Linked DNA regions of Sus scrofa: regions 2, 3, 4, 5 and 6 are each linked to region 1. A link is a contact called in public Hi-C, HiChIP or PLAC-seq and promoter capture Hi-C data. All regions are on one chromosome and are shown on one strand. Each heading gives the region's core, a stretch centred on a gene start, on an enhancer-like site or on the middle of the called end of the contact. The rest is flanking DNA. Distances are from core to core; before and after follow the strand shown. Region 1 holds the start of INO80 (DNA helicase INO80). Region 2 holds the start of NDUFAF1 (complex I intermediate-associated protein 30, mitochondrial). Region 3 holds the start of VPS18 (vacuolar protein sorting-associated protein 18 homolog). Region 4 holds the start of DLL4 (delta like canonical Notch ligand 4). Region 5 holds the start of OIP5 (protein Mis18-beta). Region 6 holds the start of NUSAP1 (nucleolar and spindle-associated protein 1).

Region 1 (3,188 bases), core at 315-2,814:
TCTTTCCCTTCCCCAAATGAACAGGTATTTGTGTTTTCTTTGTCTCCTTCTTTCCTTCACAAAGGGTGTATGTTATTTTTTAGGGCCGAATCTGTGGCATATGGAGGTTCCCAGGCAAGGAATCAAATCGGAGATACAGCTGCCAGCCTGCGCCACAGCCACAGATCTGAGCCGCCTCTGCAACCTACACCATAGCTCATGGTGACGCTAGATCCTTAACGCACTGAGGGAGGCCAGGGATCAAACCCACAACCTCAGGGTTGCTAGTTGAATTAGTTTCCGCTGCGCCATGACGGGAACTCCCCTTTAAGCAAAATTAATTCTTTTTTTTTGGTCTTTTCTAGGGCCGCTCCTGCGGCATATGGAGGTTCCCAGGCTAGGGATATAATTAGAGCTGTAGCCACTGGCCTGCGCAAGAGCCACAGCAACTCGGGATCCCAGCCGCGTCTGCGACCTACACCACAGCTCACAGCAATGCAACACCACAGCTCACAGCAATGCCGGATCTTTAACCCACTGAGCAAGGCCAGTGATAGAACCTGCAACCTCATGGTTCCCAGTCGGATTCGTTAACTACTGAGCCAGGACGGGAAATCCAGCAAAATTAATTCTTTAAAGTCCAGTGAATTCGGCCCAAGAAGGCTTCTCAGTGACCTTAACCAAACTCTGTTCTGCTTAAATGCTAAGGGCCAGACTGAAATGAATTAAAACATGAGACCCGAGGGAAATGAAATAGAATCCTTAACTTTCACTAAATTCCTCTAATCCTTATTTGCACTCAAGCTGTACACTAGATACTTCTCAACATACATGCTGCTCATTGAGCTATATTAACTTAAGTAAATGTGGGTTGCAGGAGTCTCAAACTACGGAGTTGGCACAGACAAATCAATTTCAGAGGTTCACTGAGTGAGTGTGAGAAGAGGGAGAGACTTCTGATGACAGGTCTGTGTTTCTAAGTGCTTGAATCTTAAAGCCTTCATTTATGCATCCTGTCCAAACTAAGAGTAGTTCTACACAGCAGGCATTTTCCCGAAAAATGTACAACTCCGCCCAAAGGTGCCAAAAACAGGATAAAATACCACGCCCAAGCCTATCCTTTCACTCAAGTGATCTCAGCAGTGCTTAGTAGCCCCTAACAAACTAATCACAAGAACCCTCCCAGATCCAGTCTGCGGATTGAACGTTCCCAAGATCCCGGGATGTTTCGATTGACGTTACTTCCGGGAAAAGTAACCTTTCTTCGGCGGTTGCAGGCCTGAAGAGGTCTCGCGACATTTGCTCCCGCGAGATCTGCTTGCTCACTCTAGCGATGACATCCTCCTCCTCCTCCTCGCCGCCTTTCGGCAATCTTCGCCAGTCCCAGCCCCGACCAATCTGCACTCAGATGGCATGGATCAGGGTCTCCCCCCCGAACCCCGGTCTGCGCGGGGCGTCAGGCGGCAGCTGCGGGGTGCGAGCTGCACGAGGTCGACAGCAGCGGCACTGCGGACGGCCACGGGCTGGCAACGAGCAGGGAGCGTGGGCGGGGCAGGGGTAAGCCCGCTGAGTAGCAGTTCGATTGTTCTGGCCTGGCTATGGCGCCTCTCCTCCCCCCCGCCATGGCTCCCCGTGTCCCTGCTCCGCTCCTCTCAGTGAGTGAAAGTGGCCGCCGCCGCCGCCGGCCCAGCGCCCGCAGCCGCCTCAGCGCCGCCGCCATCTTGGGGTCCCAGGAGCCGCCGAGGGAGCGAGCTAGGAGCGTCCACGCCCAACGCAGTCACCGTCCCACGGCCTCAGAGAGCAAACCGCGGCTCCACCGTCGGCGGGGCGACCCCCCCCTCCGGACCCCGCCCGCACTCCGCCCCCCCTCCGCCGCCGCCGCGGCGGCGGGGCCCGGCGGCCCGAGGTGAGGCGACTAGACGTGGGCGGGCGAACGGAGGGGGGGTTGTGTAGGCCCCGTTGCGCCCCTCTCTGCGGGCGACGACTGGGCCGCGTCTTAAAGGGGCCGTCGCCCCCGGCCCTTGGATTTGTTGGGGTTAGTAAGGAGGATGGGTATGGACACTCCCCACAAGATTAGGACCTCAGGGGACCTGGGCCTCGTCCTTTCCTCCTCCTGCCTCTGGAGACCTGGGGTCACGCGGTGACCTCAGCCAGCCTAGGAAGCCCGTGGGGCGCCCACACGTGGGGAGTGTGTTAGACCAGGTGCACGTGGGACCCGGTGGGGCGGTGTCGGGCTAACACGTGTGTGGGTTTGGGGGTGGGGTGGGGCAGGGCGGGGGCTGGTTTGGCTCAAGTGGGAACCTGGTGAGGGCTATATCTGTCCTTTTAAGCAGATGAGCTCTAAGGGCTTGACAGTGTGTCAGTTTATGGGGAACAAGTTGAGATCTGGGTGTATGGTGCACGCTGCTCGTTGGTGTTGGGTGGGGGCAGCCCAACACGTGCGCAGACTGAGGAGTGTGTAGGTGTCACCCCTTTCAGTCTTTTAGGCTTTTTTTAGGGCGTCTAGGCAAGTGTCATCCAATTTGACATTCCTTCTTGAGGTTGCTGATAAAAACTACTACTTCCGTAATCACCGAGGATGGAAGCCCCCTACAGTTGAGGAGTGAAAGATCCTAAGAAAACACTCACTATTTTAGTTAACAGCCAGCTGTGCCTGAGTTCTTTGATCCAAACACTGTCTGTAGTTTTACGTTCATATAGTTGCTGGAAGGAATGGAAGAAGAAAATAGGAATTTGACCTTCCTAACGTCACAAGTAACCAGCTTACTTTTCCAATCAGTGACTTTCATGACTTCCTTTCCCAAAGAAATTTTCATCGTGGTTTACTAGTGCCAGCTTTTTATTATATATTTTTAAAGTAACAGCTTTATTGAGATATAATTCACATACTGAAAAGCTCAGCCTTTTGAAGTGTACAGTTCCATGATTTTTGGTATACTAATAGACTTGTACAGCAGTCACCACTATAATTCATCACCCCCAAAAGAAGCCCCCTTAGCAGTTACTCTCTACTCTCCTTCCCTTGGCCCCTTTTAACCACTAATTTTTCTGTCTGTGTAAATTTGCCTAGTCTGGATATTTCACATAAACATAATTATACAATATTTTTGTGGCTGTCTTCTTTCACTTTACCATGTATTCAAGGTTCATCCATGTTGTAGCATGTATAAGGATTTAGTTCCTTTTTATTGCCAAATGTTCCAATTCCA
Region 2 (3,188 bases), core at 394-2,893, 230 kb before region 1:
TAAGTGGCCACTAAGCACCAGCTTTGGAGGAAGAATGAAAGCTTGCATCTATCTTGATCCCTATCTGCGGCCCTATTTTCCACTCCCAAACTGTAAAACCACCTCCTAGTCTCTGCGAACGGAGGACACAGTTTTTAAGGCATTAGTCTGCTGTGGCTTCCTTTGCAGTGCCAAAGCAATAAAGCTATTTTTTTTAATCTATTTTGCATGCCCCCTCCCCCCAAAAAAAGAAAAAAAATGGGAGGCGTTCCTTGGTGTCCTAGAAGGATTCACTATTATCACTGCTAATAGTTGCTTGGGTTCAATCCTGGCCCTGGAATTTCTGCATGGGGTGTGCGGCGGGGCAGCCAGGCCAAAAAAAAAGAAAAGAAAAGAAAAGAAAATGTATGTTGGTGTTTAGAGGAACATATTTTGGATTGTTTGCGTGTAACTCATGTCTGTGACTAGAAAAGAGGAAGGCACAGGCTGGGCTTAGGAGACAAACCCACATTTAAGGTTGTGGGAGTACAGAGTAAAGTAAGCAGCTAGAAAAAGCTCAAGGACAAGTTCCCATAGTGGTTTTGATCCCTGGTCTTACTCAGTGGTTTAAGGATGAAATGAATCCGATTAGGAACCATGAGGTTGTGGGTTCGATTCCTGGCCTCGCTCAGTGGGTTAAGGATCCCACTTTGCCGTGGCTCGGATCTGGCATTGCTGTGCCTCTGGCATAGGCTGGCAGGAACAGCTCCAATTTGACCCCTAGCCTGGGAACCTCCATATGCCGTGGGTGACAAAAAGACCAAAAAAAAAAAAAAAAAAAAAAAAAGTTCAAGGAGGTTGCAGAGCCAGGCAAGTGTAGTAGAATCCGGAGAAGTCAAAGAAAAATTTGAAGACAGAAAAGGTGTAGAGTGGAAAAGAGTGACAGAGGAAACTTGGAAAAGGCAATTGTATTTGGTGAGGACTTGGAAGGTACTCTGGAGAACGGTGTTAACAGCCAATGGTTACAATTCATTCGAATTCATGCTGAGGGCTTAATTCCTGCCAGCGTTATGTTAGGTGCTGGGGACAGGAAGAAGAGTACTTTCTGGACCCAAGAAGCTCACAGCATGGCGGAGGAAGTGAGAAGTGAATGAATAATTAAGATACAAGTGTTGAAAGTGCTTAAACAGAGGGGTGCGCAAGATACAATCGAAACCCTGGGGAGTGGGCGACCCCACGGGGCAGGATTGGGGAAGGGCAGGTAGGAGAGTTGGTGTTCAAGTTTCAGGTGGGTCTCCCAAGATTCTTTGGGGGTTAATTCCAGGAGAAGTAGCTCTCTGTGGCCGTGGACTGCTCTTGGGCTGCTCTGTGGCCGTGGACTGCTCTTGGGCTGCTGCTCTTGGGGGCCAAGGTTATTAGCAATATCTGGGTCCTACTTGAAAGATACAGGATGAAGTTTGCAGCATGAAGGCGGAAAGCAGGAAGGGGAGGCGAAAATTTTCTCTAAATTCTCCCCACTTTCTGACATAGGGCAGAAAAGATCAGGAAGGGCAGGAGGAGCGGGTCCTTTGGGAAGCTAGTCGACCATAACCCTCATTTCGCTAAGCTTCGGGATCTTTATTACTCTTCCCCCGACCTGCGTACCTGACCGGAACTCTAGTGTCATAAGGCCCAGTTTCCCTGCGGACTGGAAAAGCAGATGGACCTACACAGGAAAAGTGGAGTAGCCGGCGGGGAAAAGCCAGGAGCACAGCGGAGGTTCACTCTGGGGTGTCGCGAGGGAGGGCTGCAGCGTCGGGACTTGCGAGGGCGACACAGCCCTAGCAGGTGAGAAATGAAGGGGCCGTGACAATGTCCAGACCGCTCCCGGTCTTGGATCAGGAGCTAAACGCCGGGGCTCTTGGGGATAGGTTTGCCGCTTAGTAGTTGTATACCTCGGGTGATTTAGTCTTAGAGCCTCCATTTTCATCTTTGCAATTGGAATAGTAGCCCCTCTTTTGGTTGTTGTGAGGAGTTAAAGTACACCTAGAATAGTTTCTGACACGTGGTAAGCGCTGGACATACAGTCTTCAGTAAGATTGCTTGCTTTTAGCTTCATGGTTTATGCTGCCATGAAAACTCACCAGCTTCAGCCCAGGATCATCCAGTTAGTGATTTTGACTATGTTTATTGGTAAAAATATGAAACAAAATATTCATAACTAACGTTATATTATTAGAGAAGTAATAACACTACTGAGGGGTTGGAAAATAGGGTGAATAATGGTACTCATAATTCCATCACCCTGCACATGGCTGTAAGCCTTTTTTTAACCCCCAAATCTTTTTTGTTTGTACATTTACATTTTTATACTTATATCGTTACCGTATATGCTTTTTTTTTTTTCTTCCCCTTTTTCTTTTTTAGGGCTGCACCCGCAGCGAATGGAAGTTCCCAGGCTAGGGGTGGAACCCGAGCTACAGCTGCTGGCCTATGCAACAGCCATAGCAACACTAGATACTAGCCGAGTCTGTGACCTACACCACAGCTCACAGCAATGCTGGATCCTTAACCCACTGAGTGAGGCCAGGGATGGAACCTGAATCCTCATGTATCCTAGTAGGGTTTGTTAACTTCTGAGCCACCGAAGGGAACTCCAGTATACATGCATTTTTAATTCCTCATTATTTGTCACTCAGTAGTGTAGCCTAAGCATGGTGTTCATGAGAATCTTTTTTTTTTTGGTGTTTTTTTCTGCACCTGAAGCATGTAGCAGTTCCTGGGCTAGGAATGGAACCAAGCCACAGCAGACTGCAGTGACAACGGCCAGATCCTTAAGCTGCTGTGACATGGAGGAACTCTGAGAATCATTTTTTGATTGTACAAATTCCATTTTATCACTTATTTCCCAAATTTTTGTGTGTGGAGAGAGAAAATCATTTGAACAAGTCAGTAAGGGAAATTTAAGTATTACCTATGATTCCAAGACCTGAGGTCAACTCTTGTTATTTTTCCTGGTTCCCTGCAATTTTTGGTCCATTTGAAAACATACTGTTCACACATTTTCATTTGTTTATTTATTTTTGGGCCGCGGGTGCAGCATATGAAAGTTCCCAGGCTGGGGTGGAATCTGAGTTGCAGCTGCTGGCCTACACTACGCCCATAGCAATGCCAGATTCAAGCTGCGTCTGCAGCCTACACTACAGCTCTCAGCAACGCCAGATCCTTTCCCCATTAAACAAGGCCAGGCA
Region 3 (3,188 bases), core at 431-2,930, 220 kb after region 1:
GTGCGGGAGCCTGCACGCCTTGCAGCGGGAGAAGAGCCGGTTGCTGGGCGGGCCCTGCTGAACACAAGCCCCTCCCTCCTGGACCCTGCTGCAGTTCCGGATTTGGACACCGGGAGGCAATCCCGGCTTTCCCAGCCCCCTTCCCCGACCCTCCCAGGGCAGTCCAGCCCCAGCCTCGGAGCCAGTCCCTAGCACATTTCACACCCAGGCTTACCTCCGTGAGAAGAACGCTCAGGCTCTCTCTGTCCAGCTCCGGCTCCCATCTTTTTAAACAGCCCGTTGTCCGAGTTACCCAGGAGAACCTCCTCAATCTAATTGCCGTCTTGACCCTACCTTCACAAGGCACAGGCAAACACTCCTGGCTTCTCCCACATCCAGGGACCCACCGGCTTCCAGAAAGTGGCAGAGCTGGTGGTCCGGCTCGCAGGAAGCCATGTGCTACCTAACCTGCTCCGTAGTGGCTCCTTGGTGTCAGAGGAGACAAGAGGAGCAACAGAGAAGACGAAGAAGCACTGCTAAGAGGTAGTGGGCCGCTTCCATTCACTCATTTAACAAAAAGGTGTTGAGCCCTTACTCTATGCCTGGCCTTGGGCTAGGTGCTGGGGTTACTTAGGTAAGTACAACACCGTCCTTGAAGGTCATAATCCAGCGGGGGCGATGGGTCAGTAAATAGATAATTAATACCAGAAAAGCGATTGATGATTTGTTCGAAGCTCAGTCGTTCTCACGTGAGCAGACACACACTCTGTCAGACACTGTTCCAGGCTGGGGCGGCACCATAGAGAACAGAACAGATAAAAAATGCCCTTCGCTCCTGACGTGTAGCCAGGTACGTGGTCACAGTGCTATGGCAGCACGAAGGAGCAGGGAACAAATACCTGAAAAGCAGGCAGGAATGAGGGACAAGTGACTTTGGAGGTAGGTGAGGAGTCCAGAGCAGCAGAACAGCGAAGGTTCGGATGCTACTGCCACTGGGTTTCTCTCTTCCATTTGCCTAGGCGACCCATACTGCAGTCTTTTCTCTCCTGGGGCTCATTGACTTTGCTACCTTGCTAAAGTGGAAGGCTCTTGACCAGCGTCACCCTTTCCTGGTTTTAATCGGTAGTCCCCAGTTATGACTAAGAGCGCCCCCTTTACCCTCAAAAGAGCCCAGGTGCGCACCATGCATTGTGTGGAGAGTCCACACTTGCTGAATTTCCCTGACAGGCCTAGAGAGTGAACCCTCACCAGCCCTTGCCGAAGGCTCTCTGGGCCTGGACTGCCCCTCCCACCGCCCGTCTGATTTGCGGTAAAACATAACTTCCCTCTGGCCGGGTCTTGCTTCTCCCGCCGTCTATGCCGCCAGGGGCGCTGCGCTCAGGTTAGGTCCCTGGAGGGAAGGTGCCGAGCTGGGAGGTAGGCAGGTCTCTGGCCTGGGAAAAGTAATCCCAGCCAGGGAACTGCCCTGCCCTTACTTAAAACTCCATCTCAGATCACCTGCATTAGGGAAACACAAATAGGTCCAGACAAAGGTCAAATAACCAGAAAAGGTACATTTACAGTGTGCTGACGATGTGCCAAGCACCATGCTAAGTTTCTAATATTTAATGTTATTTCAGCTTACCCTCGCACTAATGCTAAGAAGTAGGCACTGCTCCTTTCCCCACATTACAAAAGCAGAAACTGAAATTCGACCTGGTGGAGCAATTTGTCCAAGGTCACGTGGCCAGGAAGTGGAGGAAGCCAGGAGGCAATATTCAAATCCAAACAAACGCTGAAGAGTGGATAGTGAAACACACTGTTCACGCCCCCAGTGCAAGCAAGAGAAGAGGGCTACAGCTGCATCCTTAGGTCAGGTCTGGACGCTGCAGAGCAAGTATCCTCCCTGCGTGGAGCTGTTTAGCACAGAAGGGGTGTCTCAGGAACTCAGAATCTTTCCAGTCACCTCCTCACTGTCCCCAGAGCCTCCCTCCTGGTTCCACTGCTCTCTGGGATATATGGGATGGGGCCTAAGTGGGCTTGCCTGCTGCAGATTCAGTTCATACTCCCTGTTGGTTGATTACAGCAGTTTTCCCCCATATCCTCCTTCTTCAATGTTAGGCCAGTCTTTGAAGTAAGAGTCAGAGGCCAGCCTTTTTTTTTTTTTTTTTAATCTTTTTAGGGCCACATTCACGGCATATAGAGGTTCTCAGGCTAGGGGTCAAGTCGGAGCTGTAGCTGCCAGCCTATGCCTCAACCACAACCAAAGCAACACCAGATCTGAGCCGCATCTGCGATCTACACCACAGTTCACAGCTATGCCTGACCCTTAACCTACTGAAGCCAGGGCTGAACCTGTGTCCTCATGGATACTAGTCAGATTTATTTCTGCTGAGCCATGATAGGAACTCCCAGAGACCAGCCTTTACTCCTGCCCAGCCACTCACTAGCTGTGACACTGTGTATATATATATATATATTTTTTTTTTTGGTCTTTTTGTCTTTGTTGTTGTTGTTGTTGTTGCTATTTCTTGGGCCGCTCCCGCAGCATATGGAGGTTCCCAGGCTAGGGGTCGAATCGGAGCTGTAGCCACCGGCCTACGCCAGAGCCACAGCAACTCGGGATCCGAGCTGCGTCTGCAACCTACACCACAGCTCACGGCAACGCCAGATCATTAACCCACTGAGCAAGGGCAGGGACCGAACCCGCAACCTCATGGTTCCTAGTCGGATTCGTTAACCACTGCGCCACAACAGGAACTCCGACACTGTGTATATTTGATGCTGTTAGCTTTGGTCTCCTCATCTAAAGAAATAGATATAATGATACTTATCTCTTAGGTCTGTGTTGAAGAGTAAATGAGGTGATCTAGGTGAAAGCTCATTGTAATAACATGTGCTCAGTAAACTCTAAATATGGTTTTAATCTGACAGTCACTCTCAAGTCCACCTCTTCCATGAAGACTCCCTGGACCACAACTTCTCTCTCAGAAATGCTGTGGCTTATCTTGTATTGATCACTTACTGGCACTTACATATGAAGTGTGGGCATTTTGCTTTGATATGACAGAAGCTGACTGTGAGGATAACTCAAACACTCCTGAGCACCTGAATACAGAGGTGCCTTAGGGAACTCGCAGCTGGAGATTGAGCTTCACCAGCTCCTACCCCTCAGAATTCCTGTGGTAATTGCCATGAGACAGGCAAGGACTGACTGCTGAGCCAAGGAG
Region 4 (3,188 bases), core at 198-2,697, 180 kb after region 1:
GGCGGAATCTGAGCGTCCAGCGCGGGGCGCAGCTCCCGGCCAAGCTAAGCGTCCTGCCCCCCACCCTCCACCCCGCACTTCCCCCGCCTATTTCAGATTAACTCTTTCGGCGCTGCGCCGTGTCGCCCCCCTGTGGCCGCGGAGCGAGCTACTCACCTGGTCGCAGGTCGTCTCCTGGCGCGTGCCAAGCTTCGATGATGAGTGAGAAAGTACCCTGGGAACGGAAAGGAGGGGGCGGGGGAAGACAGAAAGAAAGCAAGTTGAACAGGGGGTGGTGGGAGTGCCTTGTTGCAGCCGGTTTAATTAATCTAATTGCAGGATACAGTTACTGTACCCGAGTCAACATAACGGGCTCATCATCCCGCGCAAGCAGGGAAGGGGAAAGAACCCCGGGTAGGAGGAGGGTTGAGGGATGGGGGAATGTACGTGAGACTCATTCGAAGGTAGAGGACCCGCTGGGGTGGTAGGTGATGAAAATCGTATTTCAAGAGCTAGGGGAACAGAGGGCGCAGAACAGGGAAGAGAGAGACGAGTGAGAGCCTACTAGAGGGTGAGGTCCCAGGCATCGAAAGAAAGGATCCTAAGAGAGCGCCCCACTTTTTTGGAAGGGAGTGAGGAAATCTAGGGAGAGGGCTTTAATCTCAGGGAGATCCCTTCTCTCGGCCTCCCAGTGAGCCCAGACTGTGCTCACCGGCCAGGTGAAATTGAAGGGCAGTTGAAGAGGGTTGCGTCCGCCGCCGCTACTGTCGTCCCCGACGGCGAAGGAATTGGTGCCCAGCACAGGCGTGGAGACGCTGCCGAAGGTGCAGGGCCCGGGCGAGACGACCGCCTGAAAGTGCTTAAGGCAGACGCGGAAGAAGGTCCGGCAACCGGGTTCGCACCGCCGCCCGCTGGCTAGTACGCCGCGCTCGTTGGCAAACTCCTGCAGCTGCAGCTGGAAGACGCCGGAGCCGGCCGCGCGCTATTGCACAGGGACGGAGGGAAGGAGGAAGGAGAGCGGTCAGGTCGGCGGACGCCAGGGGCTGTAGCCCGCGGCGCGGTGGGAAGGGGCGGAGGGGGCGCGGGACGTTACCTGCTGCCAAAGTGCCACTAGCAGCAGTAGCGCCCAGCCAGAGGGGCTACGGGACGCAGCTGCCATTCCCCGGGGCGTCGCTCTCTCCACCCGCCGACCGTGAAGCTTTCCCGCGCGTCCAACCGCCGGAGGGGTCCCTGAAAAGCCAGGCTCCACTCGGGGCTTTCCTCACGCCTCGCTTTCTCGCTAACTCCGCTCCAACTGCCGCGGTAGGTAATCCAGGTGAGGACGACCGGGCGGCGACCGCTCTGAGGACGTGTCCTCGGGCTAATCCTGGGGCTGTAAGCAGACGAGGGCCCGGGTATACTGCACTGAGGCGGCTTGAACTGCGGCTCTTGGCCTCGCGTTCCCAGTCTGCGCTCAGCGCCGCTACTGAAACCTGCGCGTTCGGGAGCTTTCCTTATATATATTGGCTCCTCTCTTAACCCGCCTGTCACTCAGACTCGTGGTCACTCTCCCCTCCCCTCGAGCCTCTAGCTGCTACAGCCCCAGCGCCGCCCGGAGGGGGCCTCCGCCCCCGCCTTCCCCCCTCCCCGTCAGCCAGTCAGGCACAGGTCCCCGCCCCTCCGTGCAGCTCTCAGCCCCTGGATCCCCCAGCTCAGCGCTTGTCGAAGAAACCAATTCTCCACAACTGGGGGTTACAAGCCGCGACCCCGGCTGTGCGAGGATAGGGGGAGGGCCGAGAGGAATGGGGCGGGAGGTGAGCGAGTGTTTCCCGGATGGCTGTGGGGGCGGAGACATTGGGGAGTCCCCGTGGGTGGTGTGTCCGCAGCCGGCATTAGTTACCTGCAGCACTAGAGCAGGTAAAAAGAACTTAAGCTCAGAAAGCGAAACTAGTGCTAAAGAATTCCAATCTCCACCTTCCCCAAGCTTCGGGAGCCCTGGCGTCGCCCGGCCGCAACCTGTGAGCGTCCACCCACCACGCCCCCTCCCCTGTACAGCAGGGAAGCTAGCGGAGGCATTATCCTTTCAGTGGCCACTCGGGGCAAGGCGAAGAGCCAAGCGTCTAAGACTCAGGGGCTCGGCCCTCCACCTGGTTGGCTTCTCCCACTCCGGTTGCGCGGGGGTAGGGGGCGTCCAGAGCGTGCCTCCTTCCTTCTGCCTGCCCCTTCTGCCTCCCGCCTGGGCTCTGTGCGTGCCAGTCCCCAGACGCACAGTCCCGGTGCAGGGGATAGGAGGCGTGGTCCGGGAATAAGGGGGGCGCGTCCTCAGCTGTATGGTAATAAGGGTCTGGCCCCGCCTCCAAGCGCCTCCCCTCACCTAGGTTTAGCTTCAGCTTCAGCTCCAGCGCCCACCTTCTCCCTCCACCCCAGCTGCCCCAAGCCCCCGACCGCCCGCGTCCTGTCGCTCCTTTGAGGCAGGGAGGAACTCCCCTGGCTCCTGAGTTGGCTGAAGCCACTAGCGAGTCAACGTGAGAGGCTAAGTCTGGGCAGACCCGGGTCCTCTCCTCATACGGCGAAATGTAGGGTGGAACTGGAAGCGCGGGGACTCGTTTAAGTTTCAGGCAGTTTCACCGTCTTGCCTTCGCAGCTCCCTCGGGTGGCCCCACTTCTCAGAGCGGCGGCAACGCAGCTGCTTTCCCGGAACCGGCGTGATCCCCGGAGGCTTTAGACTGGGGAGAGCCGGCTTCTACTAGTGTCGGGGGTGCCGGAGAGTTCTCTCTGCGACGCTGAGGGTGGCGGGGGCTCTGTGGCTTCAGCTGTCAGCCCGCCCGCACAGCGATGGCTGTCGTCCGGCGATAAGATCAGCGCAGGGGCGGGGGGAGCAGGGACGCGTTGCGGGCCCCGGGGAGACTTGGGGTTGGGGGGCGGCGCGAAGCCCAACAGCTGCCCAGGCCGCGCATGGGTCTGATTTTTTTTTTTTTTTTTTTTTTCTTGAGGGTGGTGGCGGAGGACTCGGGGAGAAGGATGAGAAACAAGAGGTTGGGAGCGTGGGTTGGGGGAGGGGCGAGGTGAGGAGACGGGCTCCGGGGTCCCCCACGCACGGCCACCCCTCCCAGCCACCATCTGGCGCGAGCGGGTTGGCGTGGGGAACCGAGGTGGGGCGGGGGCCGGCAGATGGGCCCAGGCTGCGCTCCAGAGTTAATGTAGGTTATGGACAGGCGGAGTCCCCAGAC
Region 5 (3,188 bases), core at 485-2,984, 170 kb before region 1:
AAATCAAATTTGTCTGGGAAATAGTATCCCTCACCAAATATTTATTGACACCTACTATGTGCCAGATACTGAATGGCAGGCAGGTACTGGGGTCTGTAGTGACAAGAAATACTGTTCAAAGAACTTAACTTTTAGTAGAAGAGAGAACATACCTACAAAAATTGCCAGTGGAAGGTGGAAAGCCTACAGGGTCTCAAAGAGAGTGATAACATTCTTGTTGGACTGGAGAGTAATTGGGAATTATTCATGCACATGAAGGAGAGAAAAAAGGATCTGAGATTAAAGGGCCAAAATTAGCAAAGAAAGGATGATGGACAAAGGTGCCAAGTGTTCAGGGATCAGTACAGTTTGGATGGTGCTTTGGGTAAAAGAGTCCAGCCAGATTACAAAAATAATTTAGAGATTTAAGGTACAGAATTAAGGTTTGTTTATAAAAATATTGAGGAGCAATTAAACACAATAGCTCAGAAATATTTCCAAAGATAGTCCTTTATCATTTAGCCCCAACAGGTGCAGAGACAGATTATTTTCTTTAAACCACCTAGAAACACTTGTGAGGACTGATTTAGGCATTCATTCAGTGTAAATACGACAGCTTGCTGAACAAATCTCCAGAGTATACATTAATACTGTGTGGGAAAACTCCTCTAGAATATAAAAAACTTCAATCCCAAATTAAAACCCTGCATTTCCCCAAGGGGTTTGCAGTCTCGGAGTCAAAGACTTTACCGGCTTTGACTAGAACACTACCACAGCAGTGGCCAATGAAGGAACTATCCTACTAGATCAGAGCTGTTATAAAAACTTTTCCAAGGTGATGAGAGGGGTCCTCTAAAAGTTCTTTCTTCCAGGTTCCCCATGAAAATAGATTTGGGGCGCTGTTATAACACAAAAAGTGTTCGTTGTTTGCAGTTTTCCAGAAGCCTAGGCAATTATTTCTGCGACTGCCTAACAATCGGCATTTAGAAGCAGCATTCCTTTCGCTTTCTAAGCCTGCGTTTTGTAATTGAAGCCCTGACAATTACTATCGAGTACTTCAAAAAAAAACCCAAGCCAAACCCTTTTGGAGCCGGGGCCTTCGTGAGCCTCCAAAAAAGTCAGCCGCAACATAAGCTGAAAACTACGGCTCCCTTTCGGTTTTGCAAAGTTACTAGGACCCTTGGGTGAACCAAACCAACCGCCCCAGGGCCAGGACAGCCGCCTCAGTCTTTCAGGTTCCCCCCACCCAGCCCCCATCGAGTCTTGAAAAGGCCGCTCATACTACCCCACCCGCCACCGGCCCCATACCCTGAGATTAGCCCGGAGGCCCAGATTCTTGGCCAAGTTCTGCAGGTCACTGTATTTGAAGGAGTCCAGCTCCTCCAGGGAGGACACAATCATGGCGAACTGCAATCCAGGCGACCACGAAGAAGATCAGTAACCCCCTCTCCAAAGCACGGTTGAAAACTCTGGCGCGGCTCGAAGCGTTAACCAAACCGAATTTTATAGAGAGTTTAAATTACGAATGATGCACTTCCATTGGTTAAAACTGCCTCATAGGCAGGGTCTCCCGGTATTGACCAATAGAAAGGCTTATTTCCCCTCCCAGTGACGCACATTCTCCTCCACCCCTCGCCAACACCTGGGCGCCAAACAGTGTGTCCAGGCAACGAGTGCGCGGCAGAAACCCCGATACACGTTGTCCAATGAGGACTCAGGAACTGAGCTTGGGGCGGGGCCTGGCGCGTCTTTGAAACGGAGGCGGGGGCTGCGGGAAGATGGCGGCGCGGCCGCGGAGGCATCGCTCGTGCTATCCAAGGCAGTCGCGGCGTGACTTTTGTGATGGCCCTAAGAAGGCGACTGACGAAACTTCTCTTACGACTTCCATGGAGTGGGACACGCAGGTGGTGAAGGGGTCTTCGCCGCTTGGCCCCGCTGGGCTCGGGCCGGAGGAGCCCCCAGCGGCCCCGCGGCTGCCATGGTGGCTGCAGCCCGAGAGGTGCGCCGTGTTCCAGTGTGCGCATTGCTACGCTGTGCTCGCCGACTCGGTGCACCTCGCATGGGACTTGTCGCGGTCCCTTGGAGCCGTGGCCTTCTCCAGTGAGTGGGAGCAGTGTCTGGGGAAGGCGTAGGCGGGTCGAGAGGGAGTTGCGGCTTTTTATTGGGGGCTTAGAACTCACGGGGAAGAAAACGAGTTGAAAATTTGAAAGAAATGAACTCCTTTGCCAGGGGTGGGTGGGGGCGACTTTTCGTAGTTTTTTTTTGTGGCTGTGATGAGTCTTTCTGGAAGGAAGAGGTTTCCCCTTTCATTGCCTCACAGGTAGTCATTCTGACCCGTGTTTGTTTTCCTAGGAGTCACAAATAACGTAGTTTTGGAAGCTCCTTTCCTAGTTGGCATTGAAGGTTCGCTCAAAGGCAGGTACGTACTGAGAATTCCAGATGGTCATTAAGTCATTCCCAGATTTAATGAGACCGAGGGGGGAATGGAACCGACTTGCACGAGGAGAAAACAGTTTATTCCTACCTTGTGCTAGAAGAAAAGTTTCTTCCATCCATATCTGAAGGATTCTCCTTTTACCTGATTGAGTCTTGTACGAGGTTGATATAGCAATGAAATGGAAAAGCTGTATTTGTGTGTAGGTTTTAAAGTCTGAGGGCCACATCTACCTCGCGCCTTGTGGAAGTGAGTTTAAGAAAGTTATGTCTGGAGTTCCCATCCTGGCGCAGTGGTTAACGAATCCGACTAGGAACCATGAGGTTGTGGGTTCAATCCCTGACCTCGCTCAGTACGTTAAGAATCCAGTGTTGATTTGAGCTGTGGTCTAGGTTTCAGACTTGGCTCGGATATGATGTTGCTGGGAACCTTCCCCTTCATATGCCTCCGGTATGGCCCTAAAAAAACAAAACAAAAAAATGTGGCCATTCTGAATTGAAATATGCTGTGATTAAAGTTTTGAAGAATTTTAAAATATTGATTATATGTTGAAATGATATTTTTGAATAACAGGTAGCATAAAATATATTAAAAATAATTTTGGAGTTCCCATCGTTAAGCGGTTAACCAACCCAACTAGGATCCATGAGGGCACAGGTTTGATCCTTGGCCTTGCTCAGTGGGTTAAGGATCCAGTGTTGCCATGAGCTGTGGTGTAGGTGGCAGACACGGCTCGGATCCCGCATTTCTGTGGCTGTGGTATAGGCCGACAGCT
Region 6 (3,188 bases), core at 445-2,944, 140 kb before region 1:
TTTTATAAAGATGTCCAAACTCGTGGAGCAGTGTTCTCAAGTTTTTAATTAACACCGTCCTCTTTGAGAACCTTTTTCCATAAAAGACTTTGCTTTAGTACAGATAACCACTCCTCTTTGTAAGGTAGAAAGGAAGAATATTCTGTTCCTTTTTCCTGCCCCATACCTTATTTCTTCTCCTAGATGAAATGAAAAATTACTCCTGACAAGAGCAACAGAAAATTCTTATTGAGAAGTGTTTCTTTAACCTCGTATTTTCAGCTCTGCTAGGTACAGGGCCAGGAAAAGGCATACCGGATACATTCATTTGTATTAGCACATATTCTAACCGGGCCCAAATAACGTGCCAATTTTAAACAAGCTTCACCAACTTCAGAAACAAGGATTTTCCCCAGAATTTAAACGGGGGGATGAGTGAGAGGTTACAACAACCCAAATTACAAAATGAGATATTCCAGGGAGTTCCCGTCGTGGCTCAGTGGTTAAGGTCAGTGGTTAAGGAATCCGACTAGGAACCATGAGGTTTCGGGTTCCATCCCTGGCCTCGCTCAGTGAGTTAAGGATCTGGCGTTACCGTGAGCTGTGGTGTAGGTCGCAGACGCGGCTCGGATCCCGCGTTGCTGTGGCTCTTGCGTAGGCCAGTGGCTTACAGCTCCGATTGGACCCCTAGCCTGGGAACCTCCACATGCCGCGGGAGCGGCCCCAGAAAAGGTAAAAAAGGCAAAAAACAAAAACAAACAAAACAAAGAGATATTCCATAAAATTAAACAAGAACCGAATACAAACGCCTGACAGTATTATACTTTGTAACCCCACCACATTCCGCAAATTGCTTTCTCATAATTCCCTAAACTCTTTCATTCTAAATAAAAATTGTACAATGACTCCTTTGTGTGAAAAACAACGGTGAATTCAACCTAGAATCATCCGAGATTAAAGCGCCATTAGGTAACTATCAGGTCATACAAGGACAAAGCTGCTTACACCGATCTTAACAAAGTTTGAGAGGTGGAAGTGGGAACGCATGGATATAATAAAGATAAGCACGAGAAAGTGCGTGATACACAGAGTCAAACTAAAATCCCGGGATGGAGGTGGGTGACCTATTACCCAAATCTCAAGGTCAACAGGCCAGGAACACAAAATACTCAGAGCCGCAAGAAGCCTCAATTGATACCCGAACCTTAAGCCAAACAGGCGAGAAGCATAAATAAATCAATAAAACAAAGCTACTCTTCAAAAGATAAGCGGATGGCAGACGCAGAGAATGCCAGATACACACTCGCGTAGGTGCAATCGCTGGGTAACAAGCGGAAAGTACCAACTCAGCCAAGGCAAGGTACAGAGGTCAGTGGCGGGTCGGGGACTCAAGCGTGTGTAACACACCGCCAAAAGCAGGGGCGGCTGCCCTGGGGCAGCTCGGAGGTAAACCTCGCCCGGCCGAGGCCTGCGCCCGCGCGACTAAACTCCATGCGCTCCGTCTCTCGAAAGGGATAGGCCGCGCCACTTTCTGCTCATTCCTCCGTCGCTAGCCTTCTAGGCTTACCTCGCACTGGCCAGAAGAAGCACTCGAGCGCCCGGGGGCCGCCCGCCCCCCGGCCCAAAGGCCAGCGAGCTGCGACGTGCCTCACTCCGCCATCTTTGCTCCTTCTCAAGTCCGCCAACCCTGCGGTGGCCGTCTCCACTTGCCCCGCCTCTTCCGCTGACGCTAAGTACGGGTTGAGTTACGCCTCACGCAGGCGCACTCTTCTTCCGTTGTAGATTGGTTGGAATGTACGTCAATCAATAGCTCTTGACCCACTGTTTTCGTCCCTCTAGTAACGTTTGGTCTGAGAGTAGTAATGGCGGGGGAATACCTTTCGTAATTCATTTGTTAGGAATGTAAAATTATTTCCGCGTAGAAGCAGTGTCACGTCGTGGTAAGGCAGTCTGGGTAGGCCCCATGACTTTTTTTTCTTAAGTTTATTTGTCATTTGTCTTTCTTGGGCCACACCCTTATGTGGAGGCATGTGGAGGTTCCCAGCTAGGGGTCGAATTGAAGCTGCAGTTGCTGGCCTACACCACAGCAACAGCTACGGGGATCCGAGCCGCGTCTGCAGCTACACCACAGTTCATGGCAATGCCAGATCCTTAACTCACTGAATGGGGTCAGGGATCGAACCCATGTCCTCATGGATACTAGTCCTTAACCACTGAGCCAGGACAGGAACTCCCGCATGACTATTTTAAGCCACCCTTAAACTATGCTACTAATAATTTCCTTCTCAGATCCAAGAGTTTTTAATACACTAGGTAAACAGTTTAATAGCTCCAGTTTGTCTCTTGACTTTGACCCATTTTGACTCAAAGAGCCCAAATGTCAAACTGCTGTTTACAGCTCTGGTTAATACAGGAGAGCAGATTCGCCACTTTTCTTTGAGCGCCATTCTGTAGAATGTCAAACTGTTAATAACTGACACTTTTGTTTCTTCTTAAACCCAGCTGCAGGGCTTTTGAGATTCTCCCTTCGTGATTCTCCCAGGAGAGGCAGGAGTGTCATTGGGAGCGCCTCTTCTGGTGAGCGACCAGCGGTGGGCGGTATAGGTCCTCAAACACCTTCAAGAGTGTCACCTGAGCAGCTTCTTAGAAGCAGAGATTCCTTATGGCAGCAGTTCCCACAGATTCAGTTCCAGGATCTGAATCCACTCAAACTGTTTCCAAAGTCTATGCTCTCAAATTCCAAGTTAAACCACCTAATTATGTCCTCTAGAAAAAATAATATAGAGCCATTCAATTACAGGTCTTTAGCTATCTGAATACCACAGATACTAAATATTTTAATATAGCTACTTTACTTTTTTTTTCTCTAGACCAAAGCCCCGGTTCCTATACTCACCCTATAGTAAGTTACCTTAAAGCTTTCACCTTTTTGTTTCTTGGGAATATGTCATTTCGGCAATGTCCTTCTAAAAGGCGATGGTCTTCAAACTTTTGATATCTTAAAATATGTCTCTCTTACTTGCCATCTCTCTTTTTGCCCTAAATACAGGAATTTACATTTATCTTTGTTTTTGTTTGGGTTTTTTTGGGGGTTTTATTTGTCTTTTTGTCTCCATCGCCCTCGGCATATGGAGGTTCCCAGGCTAGGGGTCTATTTGGAGCTGTTGCTGCCGTCCTACACCAGAGCCACAGCAACACTAGATCTGAGC

The links. Promoter capture Hi-C pulls out the DNA fragments that hold promoters and counts their contacts. Hi-C and Micro-C count contacts between places; a contact is called where the count stands out from the background. HiChIP or PLAC-seq counts read pairs in DNA pulled down with a chosen protein or histone mark.
Region 2: a promoter capture Hi-C map of liver shows a contact between it and region 1, with 2.6 times the contacts expected there. The contact joins the promoter of NDUFAF1 here to the promoter of INO80 in region 1. A contact is called at or near these places in 1 of 5 promoter capture datasets (liver), 1 of 47 Hi-C or Micro-C datasets (liver) and 1 of 2 datasets of contacts at active chromatin or transcription factors (alveolar macrophages).
Region 3: a contact with region 1 is called in an H3K27ac HiChIP or PLAC-seq map of alveolar macrophages. The contact joins the promoter of VPS18 here to the promoter of INO80 in region 1. A contact is called at or near these places in 2 of 5 promoter capture datasets (fetal liver and liver), 6 of 47 Hi-C or Micro-C datasets (embryonic fibroblasts, epiblast stem cells, heart right ventricle and 2 more) and 2 of 2 datasets of contacts at active chromatin or transcription factors (alveolar macrophages and skeletal muscle).
Region 4: a contact with region 1 is called in a promoter capture Hi-C map of liver, with 2.1 times the contacts expected there. The contact joins the promoter of DLL4 here to the promoter of INO80 in region 1. A contact is called at or near these places in 1 of 5 promoter capture datasets (liver), 1 of 47 Hi-C or Micro-C datasets (skeletal muscle) and 1 of 2 datasets of contacts at active chromatin or transcription factors (alveolar macrophages).
Region 5: a Hi-C map of embryonic fibroblasts shows a contact between it and region 1, with 1.9 times the contacts expected there. The contact joins the promoter of OIP5 here to the promoter of INO80 in region 1. A contact is called at or near these places in 1 of 47 Hi-C or Micro-C datasets (embryonic fibroblasts) and 1 of 2 datasets of contacts at active chromatin or transcription factors (alveolar macrophages).
Region 6: an H3K27ac HiChIP or PLAC-seq map of alveolar macrophages shows a contact between it and region 1. The contact joins the promoter of NUSAP1 here to the promoter of INO80 in region 1. A contact is called at or near these places in 3 of 47 Hi-C or Micro-C datasets (liver, psoas muscle and skeletal muscle) and 2 of 2 datasets of contacts at active chromatin or transcription factors (alveolar macrophages and skeletal muscle).

The regions. Positions count from the first base shown.
Region 1 is chr1:130,200,141-130,203,328 of Sscrofa11.1, forward strand. INO80 (DNA helicase INO80) reads left to right here and starts at 1,565. Exons shown (of 36, transcript XM_003121588.5): 1 at 1,565-1,885.
Region 2 is chr1:129,966,837-129,970,024 of Sscrofa11.1, forward strand. NDUFAF1 (complex I intermediate-associated protein 30, mitochondrial) reads left to right here and starts at 1,644. Exons shown (of 5, transcript XM_021097468.1): 1 at 1,644-1,785.
Region 3 is chr1:130,418,787-130,421,974 of Sscrofa11.1, forward strand. It overlaps VPS18 (vacuolar protein sorting-associated protein 18 homolog), which reads right to left and starts at 1,681. Exons shown (of 6, transcript XM_001929361.4): 1 at 1,604-1,681; 2 at 1-1,476. LOC106509024 (a long non-coding RNA gene) reads left to right here and starts at 402. Exons shown (of 2, transcript XR_001306223.2): 1 at 402-522.
Region 4 is chr1:130,384,964-130,388,151 of Sscrofa11.1, forward strand. DLL4 (delta like canonical Notch ligand 4) reads right to left here and starts at 1,448. Exons shown (of 11, transcript NM_001244418.1): 1 at 1,073-1,448; 2 at 692-961; 3 at 157-214. The coding sequence starts at 1,138.
Region 5 is chr1:130,034,744-130,037,931 of Sscrofa11.1, forward strand. It overlaps OIP5 (protein Mis18-beta), which reads left to right and starts at 1,735. Exons shown (of 5, transcript XM_003121583.5): 1 at 1,735-2,079; 2 at 2,332-2,398. The coding sequence starts at 1,758. NUSAP1 (nucleolar and spindle-associated protein 1) reads right to left here. Exons shown (of 12, transcript XM_021097458.1): 2 at 1,288-2,871. The coding sequence starts at 1,380.
Region 6 is chr1:130,063,947-130,067,134 of Sscrofa11.1, forward strand. NUSAP1 (nucleolar and spindle-associated protein 1) reads right to left here and starts at 1,695. Exons shown (of 12, transcript XM_021097458.1): 1 at 1,547-1,695.